2 separate regions of the Rattus norvegicus genome follow, and region 1 is linked to region 2. A link is a contact called in public Hi-C data. All regions are on one chromosome and are shown on one strand. The core of a region is the stretch at or near the end of the contact, and the rest is flanking DNA. Distances in the headings are between cores, read along the strand shown. Region 1 has its middle 41 kb from the start of Tex35. Region 2 overlaps Ralgps2 (Ral GEF with PH domain and SH3 binding motif 2).

Region 1 (2,700 bases), core at 134-2,633, 160 kb before region 2:
CAATTATGCAAAGACAATTCTTATTTCCGATTATAATGCGGTGTTTATTACATCTGATCAAGGACAAAACCAGTGCCAGATTCGTTAACAAGCCCTTAGGGGAGCTATTGGCCAGCTGGTGTTGCTGATTCCTGTGGAAATCCCTCCTTCCACTGACAGAGGATTGTGCAAAGGTGCTCACGTAGTTATGAATGCAGTGCTATGGAAGGGAAAGTCCGTGACCTTTATAATATTATGGACAGGCAAGCGAAAGAAAATTGGTTAAGCATCTAAATGCTGACCTGTTTTCGCTTTGAATAACCATCGGTACAATGTTCAGGGATTATGCAAATACATTGTATCCTTTTACAAGACTCTTTAAATGGTAACTTGCCTTAACTAGTAGCTATAATAAGGTCCAGAAACAGTTGAAAAGAACTGCTTCCACCTTTTTTTTTTTCAACATCAAGGATAAAACACCGGGCCTTGACCATGCAGAGTTTCTGTTGCCCCTTGTGTTGTAACCTAGCCCCCAGCTGCGGCTGTAACTAAAGAGAATCGGCTCCACAGGTCGGAAGGCAAGCCGGGATCTAGGAGCTTTGTAGAGATCTATTTCCCAGTTGTTATTTTTAAGTATATATGTGTCTGTGGATGGGGATCAGATCCCTAGAGCTGGGGTTACAGGTGGCTGTGAATTACCTTATGCTGGGTGCTGGGAACCAAACTGGATTCTCTGCAAGGGCAGCCCAGGCTCTCAGCTGCTGAGCCATCTCTCCAGCCCCCAGGACCCAGCATATTAACTGCAAGGAAAACATTGTCACCTTCTAATCTGCAAAAACATCAGGGAAAAAACAAAGGAAGCAGGCTGCTTGAGAACAGAGGCAGATACAGAATCCCAGAAGGTGGTATTGGAAAAAGGTGACTGGGCAGGCACTCACTGTAGGCGACCTACACCAGGAATCATGGTCCTACCATCTATACTGATGATCCGAAGTGCACTATGGAGAGACATGGGGGAAAGGCCAGACAGGATCAAGAACTCCACAGAGAGGAAGAACCATCTACGAAGGCCAGCAGAGCTCAGGAGGCTGCTCTGGCTGTAGGAGGATCGAAGGAGCCAGAAGAAGGCTGCAGGCTGCCTTGGAATTTGCGGCTCCTTGCAGGTCCCCTGGGGTTTTTTTTTTGTTTGTTTGTTTGTTTGTTTTTTGGGCTCTCTCTCTCTCTCTCTCTCTCTCTCTCTCTCTCTCTCTCTCCTTTCTCCTCCTGCTGGCTCCAGCTGCCCCTGCTCCCCATAGCAGCTCTCATTTGAGGGACAAGCCGGGGCCACTCCCTAGGAATGAATGCTCAGGTTTCAGTTCTGCCCTGACCTCAGCCTCAGCCACTCCATGGCCAATCTGATAAAGTTACCAATGCGAGCAGTGACAGATTCCTGGAAGAGAAGAGCAGAAATGACGGCCGATCCCAAAGGCCGCTGTTTAAGCCTGGGACTTACTTTTCTGGTAACAGCAACTGAAAGTTGCTTTGACTCCACACAGCTTGGGACTTTGCTGCTCCTGTTTATGGAGATTTGCAGGGCAGACTGGGACTACAGTACAAAAGCTACTCACCTTTCCATGGTTGGCTTTTGTTCTGTGACAGCCTTGCTCCGTAGCCCAGGCAGGTCTTAAACTTGAGATAGTTTTACCCCAGCCTCGTCAAAGCACTGGGAGATTACAGACGTGTGCCACTCTGCCTTGTTTTTAAATATGAAGAACATTAACTTTTCTTCGTTGCCCTTTTACATTAAAGAGGTCCGTGTCATTGTGGGTGGGACCCTTGAGCCTTAGAAAATGGCGTTACTTCAAGAGCTTCACTATGATCCTGGTGAGTATGTGTCGTGCTGGGTCCAGTTAGAGTACCTGGTTCGGAGCCCCGCGCTGAACGGTGGCCTGAGAGGGGCTGGTGGCTGGCATCGTTCGATAGACCGCCTTCACCAGAGAGGGGACCTGGGCCTCAAGTCCAAAGGCCTCATAGAAATAATAGGTCCTTGCACAGAAAGAGCAGGAGACGGGAATGGTTCCGGTGACTGTCGCAAAGAGGAATGTCTGAGCATTTGGTGTGTTTGGGCTTGGAGGGGTCACAGGACAGTGCAGGGGGAGAGAAGGATGGGAGAAGGGAAGGGTAGCCAGCTATCCCTGCTAGAGCACTCAGGCACACAGGGAACCTTTTAGACGTCCAGGCAGAGCCATCATACCACAGAGTAGGGGAAAAGGCAAAGGACCTGCTGGCCCTTCCTGGTCTTGGTTCCCCCTGTAGGGCATCGTTCCCACACAGCTCTGCCTGTGGCCTGGCCTCTCCAGGAGTTGATAGTGAAGTGAGACGAAGCCCACATGTCACCCACTCAGGTCTGCTCTATGGGGCACGTGGAAACACGCAGGTCCCGGCAGGCTTGCTTGGTTTTCTGCTGCTGGATTGCCCAAGAGTGGGTAATTAATCATTTCTGGGCACTGAGAGATCCAAGAACATGGGGCTGGCCCCTGGTGAGGGCCCTCATATTCATCATTCCAACAGGGGGAACAAGAGGGGGCAAGACTGAGAGAGGAGGGAACTGCACTGTACAGCATTCATTCATTCATTCACTCATTCACTCAGTCATTCATTCAGGAAGGCAGAACCCTTGCAACTTAAGCCAGGCACCTCTCAGCTCCATTGCACTGGAGACAGAACTGACAATACAGGAAC
Region 2 (2,700 bases), core at 29-2,528:
TCTCTATTACACTCAAGCTATTGTCTATCTTATAGAGGTTTTTTTTGCCCCTCTTAGCTTTTGTTTATACTATTAACTATATTGTTTGTTCTTGTAATGAACTGCTGTTAAAAGAGAGTGAGCAAGAGAACAGACAGACAGACAGACAGATTAGTTATTTATCTCCTGCCACTCTGTCATTTTCAGCAGTTGAGCATATCAGAAAGGATTGGTAAGGAAAGATGGTCTGGCAATGCAGAAAGTGCCAAGGATTAGCAAACATACCCGATTAAAACCCTTCTCTGCCGTCAACGGTATAGATTGGCGTACATGATCTCAGCATTGGGTTGGTGCTCTCTCACAGAAAATCTTGAGAAATGGAGTGAAGCAGTGGGTTAGCAGATATGTTTATCTTTTCTTTATTTCTCTTCCGTTCCTTGTAACACATTTGAAAGCTACGGCATTGTTTTCATCATGTTACAGCAAGTTTCTGTCGCTATGATTCTCCATTGGGAGCAGAAGGGTTGAGGAGCATGCCTAGGAATGAGGTGGTATCAAAATGCTGAAAGATCTGGAATTGGAAATACAACCTGAGTTGAGATCTTTAAAATACCTTTATCTTTCCCGTAACGTCCATCTCTATTATTCTTTCCTTTAGCTTCAGGTAAAAGTACTTGTATTTATGTAGCTCAGCCCAGAAAGCCATTCATGAGCACATTCTGACTGGCTCTCCTGTTACCGAACAAGCGAGCTCTATCGCCATCTGTTGGTAAGAGCTGTGCTTTTTATTAGACATGTAGTTTGCTTTAATAACTGAATTTTTCAAGGTGAAGAGTTTTGTAATTCAGGAGAATTTAATTTCCTTTCATATTATGTATTTGGAAATAGTATAAACTAGAAGTAAAATTATAAGAATAGCATACCAGGATTTTTCACGGAAACAACCAAGAAGATAGGTAGGTACATACATACATATATACATACGTACACACACGTGTGTGTGTGTGTATCCCTTTAAAATTATGTATATATTTTACTAGAAGATTTTTTTATAGGTAAAAAAAGCTATTTTAATGCCTTTTATACACATATGTACAACATGTATGCATGTGCATACATTAAGGAGCTGGGCCATAGTTAGAGAGACTGAGAAGTCCCAAGACACATCCACAGCAAGCCGGAGACCTAGAAGAACTGGCCGTAAGTCCGCTTTGTTCCCACGCCATCGTGTTCTCTCATGGTTCCACAGCAGCACGCTTTGCCAGACATTTGAATCTACCTGGGATTCAGTTGGGTTGTTTCCATGCTTTGATTGCTAGTGTTATATAAGCATGCTCAAACAAACCCTCGCTCGGTACACAGTATTGTGAGTCAAGTGGACTTCTAAGAGCCAGTCTTGAGCACAGAATCTGACCAGAATGTATAAACTCCCAGCAAAACTACATAGCAAAACAATGTTTAGAGCACATTTATTTATAGTTAACCTATGTGCATACTTTGGTATAGTAGCGGTTAGAGTTCTTTTCTTTTCTTTTTTGAGATTATAATATAATTGTATTATTTCCCCTTCCTTTTCCTCCCTCCTATGTACTCCTTCTTATTCTTTCATATTTATGGCCTCTTTTTCCACTAATAGCTGATGTTATATATATATATATATATATATATATATATATATATATATATATAAAAATTATATAATTACATGATATTATGAATAAATTATAAACATAAACGTAGACTGCTCACTCTGTATACTTTTTAAAAGAATTCTTTTGTTATCTTAAATTACAACTTCGTGTGTGTGGGGGGGTGGTATTTATGGGCATGTGCCCACGCTGGTGGTGGGCCGGTGTGCCCCACCCTGGTGGTGGGCCGGTGTGTCAATGTTTTACCTTTAATACCATGTGCTGTGCTCCAGCTCAGGCACTAAATGGCTACAGGATAAAAGGATAAAAGAAGCTGCCTCACCCCCTCCCTTCTAATTTAATATGCTGACTTAGTTTGGAAAACCTTTCTCACACTTCTTAATGTATGCCTTAAGCATTTAGAAACAAACGTAAAGTATAAATAGACGCTTAGCTTAAACAGTCATTGAGCGAGTGAGCAAAGCTTCCTGGGAAGTGGTTGGTGTAGTTGTTCTGACGTGATACTCTGCACATGAAGTAGGTTCACCTAACATCTCCAGCGCTTTCCCCCTTTGCTTCTTGGGTGGTGTGTGAAATTGCTAACCCTGTCATTATGGTTAGCTTCAAGCAATGGGAGTCTGCCCAGAACTCGTTTTCTCACACTTTCAGGGTGTGCTCATGTCCATGTGAACTGCTACCATTGTTTGAAATTCTTGCTACTCTCAGATTTAGAGTTAAGTACAGCTTATATTTTTACCAAGGATAAGTGACATTTTAGTCCTGAACTGAGAATATATTTTATATTTTTGAATAAGCTGATGACATTTATAGATACTAAGTATTCTTAGAAAATCTGAAACACTTCACAATAGGAAGCTATTATTCAACTGGTAGCATCTGCATAAGTCTTCCAAAATCTGAGAAACTCTAAAAGTTTGAACCAGTTAGAGCTGAGCAGGTTCAGCTGACTTAGAAGGCAGCGGTCAACAGTGGAGGTCAGCAACTGCAGGGGATCATCCTTAAAGCTAGTGGTTTAGTATTGCATGGGTATACCACATACTGAAGACTTAGTGTTCTTATTAAGTATGTAAAT

Evidence for each region. A called contact is a pair of places that touch in the nucleus more often than the background predicts.
Region 1: a Hi-C map of liver shows a contact between it and region 2, with 4 times the contacts expected there. The contact joins two enhancer-like sites. A contact is called at or near these places in 12 of 12 Hi-C or Micro-C datasets (the A7r5 cell line, the Rat2 cell line, Schwann cells and 7 more) and 1 of 1 datasets of contacts at active chromatin or transcription factors (oligodendrocytes).

What each region holds. Positions count from the first base shown.
Region 1 is chr13:71,740,389-71,743,088 of GRCr8, reverse strand. No RefSeq gene overlaps it. Among named protein-coding and RNA genes, the nearest start is that of Tex35, 41 kb to the left of the region's middle. Within about 2 kb of position 1,383, at least 5 of the 93 cell types and tissues checked have an H3K27ac peak or open chromatin away from gene starts, as enhancers often do. A contact at or near this core is called in liver, where this site is marked.
Region 2 is chr13:71,583,574-71,586,273 of GRCr8, reverse strand. The region is part of intron 1 of Ralgps2 (Ral GEF with PH domain and SH3 binding motif 2); the gene reads left to right. Among named protein-coding and RNA genes, the nearest start is that of Ralgps2, 22 kb to the left of the region's middle. Within about 2 kb of position 1,278, at least 2 of the 93 cell types and tissues checked have an H3K27ac peak or open chromatin away from gene starts, as enhancers often do. A contact at or near this core is called in liver, where this site is marked.